2 separate regions of the Mus musculus genome follow, and region 2 is linked to region 1. A link is a contact called in public promoter capture Hi-C data. All regions are on one chromosome and are shown on one strand. Each heading gives the region's core, a stretch centred on a gene start, on an enhancer-like site or on the middle of the called end of the contact. The rest is flanking DNA. Distances are from core to core; before and after follow the strand shown. Region 1 overlaps Arhgap32 (Rho GTPase activating protein 32). Region 2 holds the start of Kcnj5 (potassium inwardly-rectifying channel, subfamily J, member 5).

What was found. Promoter capture Hi-C pulls out the DNA fragments that hold promoters and counts their contacts.
Region 2: a contact with region 1 is called in a promoter capture Hi-C map of stem cell-derived epiblast-like cells, with 2.1 times the contacts expected there. The contact joins the promoter of Kcnj5 here to the enhancer-like site in region 1. A contact is called at or near these places in 4 of 39 promoter capture datasets (the HPC-7 cell line, hippocampal neurons, liver and 1 more), 9 of 484 Hi-C or Micro-C datasets (the HL-1 cell line, cortical neurons, embryonic stem cells and 2 more) and 2 of 9 other capture datasets (adipose tissue and pancreatic islet).

Annotation. Positions count from the first base shown.
Region 1 is chr9:32,181,793-32,188,574 of GRCm38.p6, reverse strand. Arhgap32 (Rho GTPase activating protein 32) reads right to left here. Exons shown (of 23, transcript NM_001370958.1): 7 at 6,596-6,733; 8 at 2,154-2,246; 9 at 819-941. Among named protein-coding and RNA genes, the nearest start is that of Arhgap32, 150 kb to the right of the region's middle. Within about 2 kb of position 1,909, at least 17 of the 459 cell types and tissues checked have an H3K27ac peak or open chromatin away from gene starts, as enhancers often do. A contact at or near this core is called in embryonic stem cells and stem cell-derived epiblast-like cells, where this site is marked.
Region 2 is chr9:32,342,222-32,349,252 of GRCm38.p6, reverse strand. It overlaps Kcnj5 (potassium inwardly-rectifying channel, subfamily J, member 5), which reads left to right and starts at 4,909. Exons shown (of 4, transcript NM_010605.5): 1 at 4,909-5,149; 2 at 6,729-7,031. It overlaps Gm39317 (a long non-coding RNA gene), which reads right to left and starts at 1,780. Exons shown (of 5, transcript XR_870611.2): 1 at 899-1,780; 2 at 563-731; 3 at 275-459.

The sequences.
Region 1 (6,782 bases), core at 660-3,159:
TCTATCTATCTATCTATCTATCTATCAGTGTAGAAGGTATGACTAAGTAGTCCTAAATGTCCTGGAATTCACTACATAGATATGCTGGCCTCAAACTCAGAGACCTGCCTGTCTGTCTCCCAACTGCTGGGACCAAAAGCATGAGCCACAATGCCTGACATTAAAATTAATGTCTTAACAGAGATTTATTTAATGACAAATTGTAACTTTTCAGTACAAAAAAATTCCATAGTAAGAATCAAAAGAAAGAAAGGAAAATGCCAATGGCTGTAATGATGGGACTGTGTCTGAGGGGGCACTACTATTGCTACTGCTACAGCTACTATTACTATTACTACTACAGTCCATGTACAGACATCTGTCGTTTTATGCTTACACTCATTTCACTAATTGGTTTGAGAACAGTCCTCATTTGACGTCGTAAAACTGTTGCACTGTTGTTCTTTTATTTGCTCAGTCAACACACATTTACTGGTTACTTACTGTACCGAGAACATTCACAAATGCAGAGAATAAACATGAAAATCAGAGACATGCCTCAGCCCTCAGCAGGCTCAAACTCTGCATCCATCCCCATGATAAACACTTTGATCTAAACATTCTACTTCGTCTTTCAGTTTTTATTAGCATGTGCTGGCTGCACAAACTGTTGGGTTTCATTGTATTTTCATGCATGTATACCGTGCCCTCTGATCATAATCATCCTCCATTACTCTCTCTTGTATTTATTTTTTAAATACATAAATTCTTAAAACAGCTAGAGACAGGTTATACAGGTAGCAGGGCCAGAGAACAGTGAGGCCTGCCTAACTGCTTACCTCTAATGTCAGTTCATCAGGGGCCCGAGCGGTGTAGCGCTTGATAACATGGGCAGCACCGACAGCAGGAGTGTTGATGGACGACTCCTCGTGAACTAGAAGATGGTTTCCCTTATTGTCGATCTACAATAAAAATCAAGCACCATGGAGTGTCCAAAGACACGGATCTGTCTATCCACAAATAAAAACTCAATTTAGACAGGTGGTAAGCCCCAAAAGTCTTTTAAAATAAACTGTCATTTTTGGGAACAGCAAGACAGCTCAGCAGGTAAACAAATGCAACAAGCCTGATGAGGTAAGCCGGATCCCTTTGGACCCACCTAGTTAAAGGAGAGAAGCAACTGCTAAAAGTTGTCTTCTAACATCCACATGGGCTCTAACATGCCCCACCCCCAAAATGTAGCAAAACCCTTTAAAACCCTATCACTTATTAGGTAGCTAATATAGGGCAGTAAGTATGCTGTGCATATAATGTATACGACTTAATTTAACTCTCATAATCCCAAAATGTGCTATCATTACCTTTACCTAAAGGTAAAGAAGACAACCTGGAGAAAGTTATGTAATTTTAGAGAAATTAAATTACTTTACTAAGATCACTCAAGCAATAATGGCAAAGTCATGGTCTTAGTGCAAGTAGACCTGGCTCCTCTTACCCTCTTGGCAGTGTCTCAACTTTTACTGGGAGAAAAGAATATATATAATTCTTTACATCCCCAAATTAACATACACAAGTTAACATACACAAATTAACAATAAATATCCTGAGGCATTCTCAAATTGGTACCTTTAAAAGGGTGGTTTATTGGCTCATAAATTACTAAAAAATATTTTCAATTATTAAGCAAATGAAAAAACAAGTAGCTTACGCTGTATATGTATAACAATAGGTATAACAATGTCTAACAATCTCCAGATTTATAGAGATGATAAAATTATTTTTTTGAAAAATAAAGAGAAAGATTTTCTATCCAAAAATCCAGTCACTCTGGAGAGATGACTCAGCATTTAAGAGCAGTGGCTGCTCTTAGAAGAACTGATTCCCAGAGCCACAGGGTGGCTCATACCATGTATAACTTCAGGTCCAGGGCATCTGAAGCCCTCTTGTGGCCATTTGGGGCAGCAGGCACATAAAGAGCACACAGACATTCATGGAGGTAAAACACCCATACGCATTCAGGTTAAAATTAAAAATATCAGTTACCAATCCTCCTGGATTATGAGTACATTCTTTGTTTCTTTATTTGTGAAACTCATCTATAATCAAATTACTAATAAATGCCTTAAGCAAATAATTTTAGAATAAGATTTCATCAGAGCTGATCAGACAGATACCTCCATCCAGGTAAGGGCAGGCCCACAGTTGATCTTGTTGCCAGCGATAGTTGAAAGGCGTGACAGGTAAGCTGTAAGCATCTGAGTAACCGACTGAAAAAGAGAGACTCACCATAACCAGAGGGAAGAGCAACTCTTTGCTTTACAAAGTCTCATATAGATTGGTTTTTTTCTAAGAGGGAAAAAAAGAAACCTAGAGATCCTTAGGCACTTAATAATTACATCAGGTAGAGATAGTGGCAAACACCTTTAATCCCAACAGTCAGGAGGCAAGGGCAGGAGGATCCCAGTTTAACCAGAACTGTAAAGTGAGACCCCCCATCGCCAACACCAAATAATAATAATAATAATAATAATAATAATAATAATAGCTCTAGAGACCTCATCACTGAGGGTATGGAAGATTACCTCTGAAATGATGGCACTTTTCACAGAGGAATTCAGCTACTGCCTAATGTGGGGATTTTAGCTTTTAATACCTCATCGTATGAGGCCGTATTCTACAGCTTCTAATTTCAGGACTTTCGTTTTGTACCTTTGTACTGAAAATACAAAATGTGTTTATTAAAAGACACATCTGTGGCTTTTCTGCCAAATTTTCCCTTGCTTCCCTTTACTGCCTTTGGCTGTAATCTCCATGCATATAGCTGCACAGGAGTGGACTAATTCCTGTGATCCTACGCCACAGTGTGACATGACAATCTGAGCAGGAACCATGACACAGAACCAAGTCTTTATGCCTGCCCACCCTCCTCTTCCTGAGTTCAAAGGCAATGTGGAGGAACAAGCTGCTGTTGCTGGCTCCCTGCTTTCCTTTCTGATGCCTTACACTTCCCGCCACGATGAACAAAATCTCTCTGTAAATGTAAGCCACAATAGTTCCTTTCTCCGTGTGTGTGAGTGTGTGTGTGTGTGTGTGAGTGTGTGTGTGTGGTGCTGTTGTTTGTAAACTGAAAGCCCAGCCCAAGGTTTCAGCGAGCCTGTGAGAACTGGCCTCGAAGCCATTTGGATGATATTCCTGCATAGAGTCCAGCTGTGTTCTGCCTCTCAAAAGCCCAGGGCTGACTTCAAAAGCAACAGTCTCTTCCATGGGCCGAGGAAATATGACGGCAAGCCAACTGTAAGGCTACATTGTGATTCTTGCTCACGGATCTCATTCAGATCTACAGTGTCAGGCAGTAACAAGTAGAGAACAAAGACATTACAAGAGGTGGTTTCCCAAGGCAGGCTGTGTGAGCAAGCTTAAAGCTTGAGCCATGGGAGTATGAATGATGAAGGTCTATAACTGATAAGGAATTAGCACCCTTTAAAGAGAAACTTCCTGCTCCGGATATACAGTAGCAAACTACCCTGAGGGCAAGATCCCACTCACCAAAGGTACTAACTGTGAAAATGCCATTCTTTAGACAAATTGAGCCTGTCAGGTGGCGGAGGCACATGCACGCCTTTAATCCCAGACCTCGGGAGGCAGAGGCAGGTAGATTTCTGAGTTCGAGGCCAGCCTGGTCTACAAAGTGAGTTCCAGGACAGCCAGGGCTACATAGAGAAACCCTGTTGTGGAAAGAAAGAAAGAAAGAAAGAAAGAAAGAAAGAAAGAAAGAAAGAGGGAAAGAAAGAAAGAAAGAAAGAAAGAAAGAAAGAAAGAAAGAAAGAAAGAAAGAAAGAAAGAAAGAAAGAAAGAAAGAAAGACGGAGGGAGGGAGGGAGGGAGGGAGAAAAAAAGAAAAACTGAGCCTAAGCTCCAAAAGCCAATGGAGTTTCTAACCGTGGAAGGCAACTACCTAGGAAGAGCTTCCACAGAGTCAGCCCATGGAAGCTGCTGAACAGTGGGGGCTGACATGTATAAACCAATTTGAAACCAACCAGGAACTCTCTTCCTTATTGGCTAACTTTCATAAGTGCTGGAAAGTGCTACACAGGCCTGGGGTGGTGTGTGAGATTAATGGAGAAAAGATATTACTGGTCTTATTCAGAGCTGGTCTTTACATGAAACAATACCAACATTCCATGTAAGTGGTGCCCATTAGTTCAATAGTGAAACAGATATTATGGAATAACTAGGCACTTTTTGATTAGATTTGATGTGCTCTCCACAGGAGAGAATTTTGTGTGTGGTAGAGCAATCCTGTGTCAAAAGTCCACACATGGCTTAGAAAGTCTCTGGCCCTGAGATAGAATGTGTTGTGGCTATTTTGCCAAATAGTCAGGACATCTGTCAAATTGCCTTCTAAATATTTATGTGAATACCATGAGTGAGGGCAGAGCTTTTGACATTGATTACAGAACTTGGGGGGCTTGGGGGGCAGTGGGCAGTAGTCAATGCAGACAGTGGTCTAAGTGTTAAGAAGCTGCATCAGACTGTTCAGCACTAAGGGACACATCTTTATCAAGTACCCCTACCCCATGCCCTCGAAGGCCCAGAGCAAAGCTTGGAAGAGGAACCAGACAGAGTGTCAATGCTAGAGGACAGAGAGGAGTGCAATGAAATACTGGCCTCCAGATAGGAAATGGTCACTGCACTCACCACACTAGGTGTGGTTACTTGTACAAGACTCGGGCAAAATCAAACTACCCAAAACTCCAGCACAGGTAGTGTAGACAATGTCCAGGCCCCAGTCTTTACTGAGAACAACTGCATTTGTTAGACTTAGTGGTGAGGGTGGGGGGTCATTCTGCTGGGAGGGTGTGGTCAATGGTAGGCTTCCAATGCTCCAGTGGATGGCCACACTCACGTGCACACAGGCAGCACTGAGTGGACTTAGTGAGTTCCCAAAAGAGGACCAGGAGGGGTATGTTTTGGAGGGTATGAGGAAGGAGAAAGGAAAACAAAGGCTATGTATATGTTCTATCCTATACAATATATGCTGACAATTCAGAACCATGGGCTCTCCACTTAAGAAACCTGCATTCACGATGTAGAGAGCTAGCTTAGGAGAAGAGATATGCCTGCTGCAGGCAGCAAAGCTGGAAGAGTGGGGCTGCCTAACTCCTCTGTAACTACGGTGATCCCATTACCTAGATACTGAGCTACAGGATTTGAGATTTTCTCTGCTGGAGTTTAGTTCTTGCTCTAGTCAAGTCTTTCTTTGTTCGGTCCCATTCCTCCCCTGTGAGATAGATATGTTACTCTGTGGCATTGTATGTTAGAATGATGACAATTTGAGTTTTGATTTTACAATTTACAGGGCATCTCATTAAGAGAATGCTATGAGTCTCAGAAAATAAACTGGGCATTTGAAAAATGTTGGTCCTGTGAAAGGATATGATGGGGGACTTCTCAATTTAGACCAAATAAATTTTTCATAGAGAGATGATTATGAAACTACGGGGCCAAGGGCAGAATGTTGTTGGCTTAAATGTGAACTGTCTGCCATATTCTAATGCGTTTTAAAACTTGATTCCCAGATGGTGGTGCTATCTGGAAAGCTTGTGGAACCTTCAGGGGGTGGAGTCTTACTACTGTGAGCTGGCTGTGAGGCTTTATAACCCAGATCTACCTCCTGCTCACCCTCTGAATGCAGTGTGACCAGCCAGCCCCTTGCTCCTGCCATGCTGCCATGTCTCCTTGGCATGACAAGCTGTATCTATGAAAGGGGAAGCCTAAGTAAACCCTTTCTCTCTTAGGCTGCTTCCTTTAGGGGATCCTGTTACAGAAACGGAATAGTGACTAAAACACGAACCTTTGTATGGTAAAGTTTAACAAACTCCTTGAAACTGAAAACATTGCTTTCTTTAGCTCAAAGAAGTTTATTATATTCATTTTAAATTATTCCCTTTCATTCCATCTTCTCCTATAACTCCTTTCAGGGGCTATATGCTTATGACGTGATATCCCAGCTCACTAACTCTCTGTAGCTCTCTCTTTATGTAATCATCCAGTTATTCAGGTCTGCTATTATTAATGTACATGGTATTTTATTTCCAAGATCTGATTATTTTATTTTATAAAACTATGCTCTTGTTTCATGGGCTGATGCTCCCTCCGAAGTAAACAGTCTTACTTTCAGAGGCCCCCTCTGCCCACAAGTGCTCTGTTTACTCAGTGTTGCTGTGTAAGACTTCTACTCAGCCCACAATCAGCCTTTATGGCTATGCTCAGACCCAGCCCACATCAAAGACAGCCCAGGAGCGCAGTGACAGCAGAGCACACTTGCAGTGCACACTTTTTGTCTCTTTGGCTTTCACATTTTCGGATTCCCTGGAAGGATGATCTGCTAGTGCATACATAATACCACATAATATTGGCTGTGCACATTGCCATCATCACGAGGCTCCAAGCCTTATGAACAGCCACTGACACTTGTTTACTTCTGCACCCTAGAAAGAATCTCTCCTGAAATAAGCAATCTCAGGAAAGATCCTATGTGCTCTTGTATTCCACCCTGACAAAAGCTTCAGCTAACTCATATGTGTTACTACTTCTGCAGGGTTCTAAATGGTTACCTCAGGACTGTCCTTCAGGACGTCAGAGCGGGGAAGCTCTGTGAGCTGGGAGAATCGGCGGTCATAAATGCAGAGATGAAGATGTTTGTCGAGTACCCGAAAATCTTCATAACTTCTTTTAACAATCCAACTCTTGCCCTGTGAGTAGAGAACAAAGTTCCAATAAATTCATTTTTCTTCAGAATGC
Region 2 (7,031 bases), core at 3,660-6,159, 160 kb before region 1:
TTCATTAAGCCGTGCAGAACAAGTCAGTGAGCAGTGTCGTTCTGTGGTTTCTGCTTCAGTTCCTGCCTCCAGGTTCCTCCCCTGGCTTCCCTCGGTGACAGACTTATATGCTGTAAAATGAAATAAATCCTTCCCCCTGTCTCCCCCCCCCCCCCAATTTTCTGGTCCTGGTGTTTATCGCAGCAATAGAAACCCTAACTAAGGCACGGGCCCTCAGTGTATCGGTTTACCAGACTTCTATAACCAAATACCACGCCAAAGGCTGGACACTTACTCAAGAGAGTGTTCTCTCTCACAGCTCCAGAAGCAGTGGGTCCAATATCAAGGTGCGGAAGGTCTGGTTCCTCGTCCGCTCTTTCCCCGTTGGCTTGTATACAATTGTCTTCTCCTTGTGTCTTCCTAGGGACTTTCATCTTCTCATAACAATCCCTGGTGTCTCTCTGTGTTCAAATGACCTTTCTTTATAAAGGCAAAAGCCAAATTGGATTAGAGCTCGCCACAATCTCCTCACACTGATTTAATTAATTCTTCAAAAGCCCTGTCTCCAAATACAGCCACTTACCAAGGTACCAGGGGCTAGACTTTCAGCTTGAGTGTTTGGGACACAGGTCAGTCCACAACGATTAGAACTATGACTCTAGAAAACCTGCTCTGCTAAGAGCTGGGAGACATTGTTTCTGACTGCACCCACGGGAAGGGCACTCTCTCCTTTCGAGTCTGTTCCTCAGAGGCTGTTGAGAAAGTGACAGGCAATTACTGACAGGAAGCGTCTAACAGAGTAGAGCATAGTAGGCAGTCAGATCATTACAATCTTCTACCTTCAGTCCTCTCTCCAAATCCCTGTAGCACCTCCCTCCCGCCACCACACACTTCTAGTCCTGGACGCCAGGGAGCTCACCTGGCCATATCTGGTTCACACGTGCACTCTCTTCTGTGAAAATCCCCGTTCCAGACTCTTCATAGGCCAGCAGTCAGAAGTCAGCCCCAGCTGGTTGCTGGATTGCTCTCTCTGGACTTCATTAGCATTCTTAGCAGTTACACACCATCACCCAACTCTCCAAGAGGAATTCAAACCCACGTTGCGAATTTGACTTTCCCTGGATACCTGCTGACCTTCCCAATTTTATAGGCGGTGTTTTTGATCCAAGGCTCCCATTATGCTTCTTACCCTCTCTTAGGAACCTACCAAAGTGTCTCACGCATTGCAGGTGAGTGTGAAATGCCTCAACGATTGCCCTTAACCACTGCCCCACCCAGCCCCCAGTGAATAACTGAACACTTACCACTTTCCCTACACATAAACGCACAAATGCATGGCCTCTCCATCCAAGCCAAGTACACAGTGTCCCGATCCACCACAACGGGATGTCTCCTCACCGTGACCAGTACACTTTATGCCACAAGAAAGCTAGCGCAGACTTCTCTCCTCTTCTTTGAAATTCCACAGACAGAAGTTTTGTTTTTACTCTTGAAACTGTAGCAACCTTGGGCTAATGAGAGTTCTTTCTTCTAAAGTTGGGAACTTTTACGGTTTCCTTGAAAGGAATCAATCTACGGCTGTGGGGTCTGTGCAGCCTATATTGCTACAGTGTTGCCTCGGAGCTATCATTAAATAAGGTAGGGACAGGTTGACATTAGCATTGGTTGCCAAGTACATGCCAGGTGAGTCCGTCTCTCACACAGTGTGGACACACTGTGCCTTGATAGGGCAGGACAAGATGTGTGACATTTTATTATGCTACTCAGAATCACATGCAATTTAAAACTTATAAATTGAGTATTTCTGAAATGTCCCACTTGGCTTATTCCAACCACGGCTGCTGCCTCCTGGGAACTGAAACTAGAGAAAGTCTAACAGTGAGTGAGGAGGGACTGCTGTGTGCATGGCCAGTGTTCACTGATTGGAACACTGTGTGTGTGTGCACACGCGCGCGCGTGCAATTTTAGTATAAAGAAACCATAAGAACAGAAAAAAATTCAGGTTGCTAATTCTTGAGGGTAAACGAGATACTACTGTAAGTAGCTGCAGTTGTATCAGCAACGCCTATTTTTTAGTATTTTTTTTAAGTTGCATTGTTGCCAGCTGACTATTAATTAGATATCGTGGAAAACCTCATTGATTGATATCTACTGTTCCTGGAGGGCTTATTAACAAACACGGGAATGGATGAGAGATCCTCCTAGCATAAGAAAACAGTACTTAAAATATTTGTCTTAAAAGAGATTTAGTTAGGACTTGAGAGTATAACTCAACAAATTCTTTTAATTAATATTTTATCTGGCAGGAAATATTTATGAGACATTACTAGCCTCATAAATGCAAATGGAATTTCTATAAATAGGTGAAAAAATAATTTCCTGTAAGTGTCATATTCTAAAGAGAAACTTTTTAACTAGGAATTCAGTCCCTGCTCATGAAAGAAAGAAAGAGAAGCAAATGAGAGAGGACAGAGGAGGTGTGTCTGCATGCTAATTAACAGTGATAACCCACAGCAGCCGGCTACCTTCTGTAGCCCTCATTAATTTCCAGACAATGAAAGACACACTTAGCACCTTTCAGGCTCTCTAAGTAGTTCTAAGTAGTTCTAAGCCATCCAGCAGTCTTGTCATTTATCCTTAGATGCCATTTGTGCTCTCTCGCAGACTTGGGCTGGAAACTCCCAGACCACCCTACATTTCTGAACAACAGTGGAGACTAAAAATCCCACCCACTACCTCTCATTATCCAGGCCTAGGCTAAAAACTGGACGTCGATTGTTCTGCCTCTGGTTCAAGGTCCCAACCCTTGAGAGAATGCTGTCGAAGCAGAACCTTCCTGCTCTACTTTGTTCCACCACGAGGCAGACAGAGCACCATGCTCTCTGTAGCAATCCAAAGGCCACTGCTGCTACACGGTGGAACACGAAGCCAAGACTCAGCAAAAAGCTTCATGTTGGGCATAGCTGGCTCTCAGAGCAACACAGCCCAGCTACTCCTGACAACCAGGAAACCAAAGAATTAAAGACCCCCTACTGAGCGTTAAACCAACACCTAATGGCTGTGCTGGCTAGTTTCATGGCAACTTTACACAAGCTAATTAATGTCTTCAGAAAGGAGGAGACCTCAACTTTGAGAATGACTCCCTAAGCTCTGGCCGTAGGGCATCTTCTTAGTTAGTGACTGATGGCAGAGGGCCCAACCCACTGTGGGTAGTCCCACCCCTGGATTCTATATTAAGTCAGACTGAGCAAGCCATGATGAGCAAGCCGGTAAGCACCACCTTTCATGTCCTCTGCATCAGCTTCTGAGTCCAGGTTCTGGTCATGTTGAGCTCCTGTCCTGACTTCCTTCAGTGATGGACTGTGAATGTGGAGGCAGAAGCCGAATAAACCCTCTCCTTTGGGTGCTGAACCCCAAAAACTGTGTAACAGACAGAGAGATGTTAAGGTTGGGACTAGTGAAGGCACCAGCAGACAGCCACGTGCTGGCTCTCCCAGACAGCAGCCCTCCCTGTGCAGTGAGTGACATTCCTGTCTTTCCTACGGTTCATTGAAGAATAGAGTCCTCTATGCTCAAAGCCAAGAACAGTCCACAAAAGAGGGAGAGTGGGGTTTGTGCCTGCAATGAGAAAGACCTAGGCTGGGGTAGAGACTAACAGTGGATTCCCAGAAGGAAGGATATTCAGACCCCCAGAGCAGCAGCCAATGTGGTCTGTACATGGAGGCTGTCACACAGAAAATGAAATACATTCAAGAGATCTATGCAGAGAAGTAGAAACAGAATAATGTACAACGGACTGGAAGGTGGGTGGAACCTTGAGGAAACACGGGGGTTCGGGGGCCGGGGGCCTTTTAATGCCATCATTGAAAAGCTTTTTCCTTCAACACATGTACATAGGACGTTGCAACAGAAATGACATTATAGTTTTAATATTTTACAAGAAGAACTTTTGGGAACAGAGAAGAAAGTAGAGAGTGGGAGGAAAGGCCAGCCCCCTTACCTGAAGATGGTTCAGGTCTCACTTGCCTTTCAAGGGAAGGCCATATCCATTTCAATGAATAGCCATTCCCACTCACCTATAGACTACCCTAAGCAGAATGCTCCAACAAAAGACCCACTTCCCTTCTCCCTTCTCTAGACTTTCCCCTTCAGTTATAATCAGGTCCCAGTCTCAAGAGCCAGACCCAGTAACAGCTTAAGGTCCCCCCCTAGACTGTGACTCCGGACTTCCAGGGGAATGTCCCCCACCTGCTGCATCTGGCTTCTTGATAGGCAGGGAAGTTCGGACAACAGCCCCCTCAAAGTGCCCAGAATGACTGAGCAGGTGTTCCCCCCTCCCCTTGCAAGGCTCTGAGCCTGAATTTTCTGCCCTAAGAGTTTCTTCTGTCTGCTCCTCCGCACCCTCTAAACACAGGCACGCGGGCGCTCACACACGTGCGGGGGCGCTTACACACGCGGGCGATCACACACACACATGTACACGTGAGCTTTCCCACATATTCACGGGAAGCTCTCACACACATCTGGTGGCGCAGGTCTCTGACCCTCGCTTAAGCGTGGCCAGAAGCACAGGAGCATCAACAAGGAGGTCTTGGAGGGAGGTGGCGAAGGGGGAGTAGTGGGCAGGAGAGTAGGGAGGAGGCTGCCCGCTCTCTCTGGCCCTGCGTCCGGCACCGGACTCCTTCCAAGTGACTGTGACCCCCGATACCAACAGCCCCCACCCATCTCCACCATATACCCCATTGTGCAAGCATTTCTCCCATTGCTGCCTTTCTTTGTGGTTCTCCTTTGCCTGTGGCCCTTTAAATCGCGTTCTATCCAGAGATTCAATTGTAGGGGGACAGAGGGAGGAGAACCCGGGAGGGGGGGCGGGGGGACGGGAGGAGATGGGGAGGGAGAAGAGAGGAGGGCGGAGAGGAGAGGGACAGCAGAGAGCCTCCCGCTGTTCTCTCTAGATAGAAGGGCGAGGCAGACCGGTGAAGGGGCGGGAGGTTTAGACGCCTCTGCTAGCTGGACCTGCGACACCAGAGTGGCTCGGGGCGTCTGCCCGTCCGTAGGCAATGCCTGAGGCTAGGGAATCCCCTGGAGAGCCCTGAGAGCCACCTGCACCGCCTTGGAAGGATCTCCAGAAGTTAGCCCCAAGGGTTCGGAGAAGCTCTCTGCGCTACAAGTAAGTTGTCTCCTTTCTCTCGCGTCCCTCCCCCAGCCCAGCGACTCCCCAAACCGGACCCTCACTAGGTGTCCTGTGGTTCTAAAAGAAGGCTTTCCCCTACCGGAGCCTGTCGGGTTGAGACAGGATGGGAACAAGATCCGGTGGTCCAAAGTTCAACAAACTGAAGCTGGCCTTAGCTGCCGGCCTCCCCAAGATGAGGAGTCCAGCCTCCCCAGGACCATAAACGCCCTGCTCCCAGAACCAGACCAGGATACCTGCGGGACTGAAACCTTCCATCTTTGGCTTGCTTGGCCAGGCCTTGGGAGGAGATAGAGAGAACCTTGCTCCCAGAAACAGCTTCAGGTGGGGGCAGAGATGGTCGGGTAGGGCGACCCCCTGGACTGTAGACTCTCTGCCCCAGCTGCTTTCTAATCTAACTGCTTTGCGGTACCAGTCTTCTCAGAATTGGTCACTACCTGTATGCTTTCCTTCTTTTGAAAACATTTCTGCAATTGTTCAAAAGAAGGGTTAAAGATAAAAGGTGGAGGAAGACAAGCTATAGCATTTTCCTGATGGTGGCTCTCCTTGGAGATCTGCTCTGTAGCACCTGATTCTGCCAGGGCCTCCTTTAAACGCAAGGGCAGGCCACTAGGAGGGGGGTTTCTAGCCTGGGACTGTGGAGCAGTGTTCAGTGTTGGCTTCTCGAAATTTCATGGGCTATTCCCAAAAGGCAGTGGAGACTCTAGCCTGCCCAGCATCCATACCAAGATCCCGGGGCGCTATCGAGGGGAACCTTTCAAACACCAGGCAAACAGTGGGAATGCAAATGCTCACTGTGACTCTTCTCAGTTAAACGGAGACTAGCAAGCCTGTCCCACAGCACAGAAATGGCAGCTCTGAGAGGGTGAGTAACTGAGATTACAACGGGAGAGTCTCCACAGTATCTGACTCCAAAGTGTAGCTATTCTTTCTCCTAAGCAAGCTGCCTGGGCCACCGAGCATGGGAATCCCTGCGGAGAAGCAGGGGACAGCAGCTAATATTTACAGAACCGGGGTGTTGAGCTGGAACGGGGTCCTGGGAGTTAACCTGTGGGGCAGAACTACGTTTTCTTGCTTTCTAGAGGGAACTAAAGTACACGGATGTCTGAGCTCTAAAGGGAGGTTCTAATCTTCACAGTCCTTGCCAGCCCCTGGCTTCAAATCCAGAGCTTATTACCAAACACTAACCCTGTAAGGTATACCACCTTCCTGGGATCCATGCCTTTGCTTAGCAATAGTCTCTCTCCACCTCCTTTGTTATTTGAGACACAGGTTATCACTATTCAGACCTGGCTAGCCTAGAACTCACTATGTAGACCAGATTGACTTCATAGACACCTGCCCACCTCTGGAGTGCTGGGATTAGAGGCATGAGCCACCATGTCTGTTTTACATGCATGCAGTCTTGAGTTCCAACCCAGGGTTTCCCAGGCTCTGGCAGGTGAGCTGAGCTGTGGGATTTATAAAAGGATTAAATTGGGCTGTGCCATCAAAGGCTTAGCTAGACTCCTTGGGATCAGAGACTTTTGAGTAAGTCCCCGATATACTTATCTTACAGGGGAAGGCTCAGCTTCCAGTGGGAGCCCTAGGGAACAGGGTGTACTTGGGAGCATGGCAGCATCAGATCACCACTGAAAGAGGTGCCATCCCAGAGATAACTTCATCCTCCAACAGCACCCAGCCATCTTCCCCACGCTGACCACCTAGCTGCCCAACAGCAAAAGCACCCACCACTCTGCCACCGCCTCTCCAAGATGGCTACCTACTGCTGGCCGGGCACTCTGAAACAGCACTTCTTGCTTAAGAGCACATCTGCTTTAAGCATAAAATGAGTGTGTTCTATGCTCCATCTAGCAAGCAG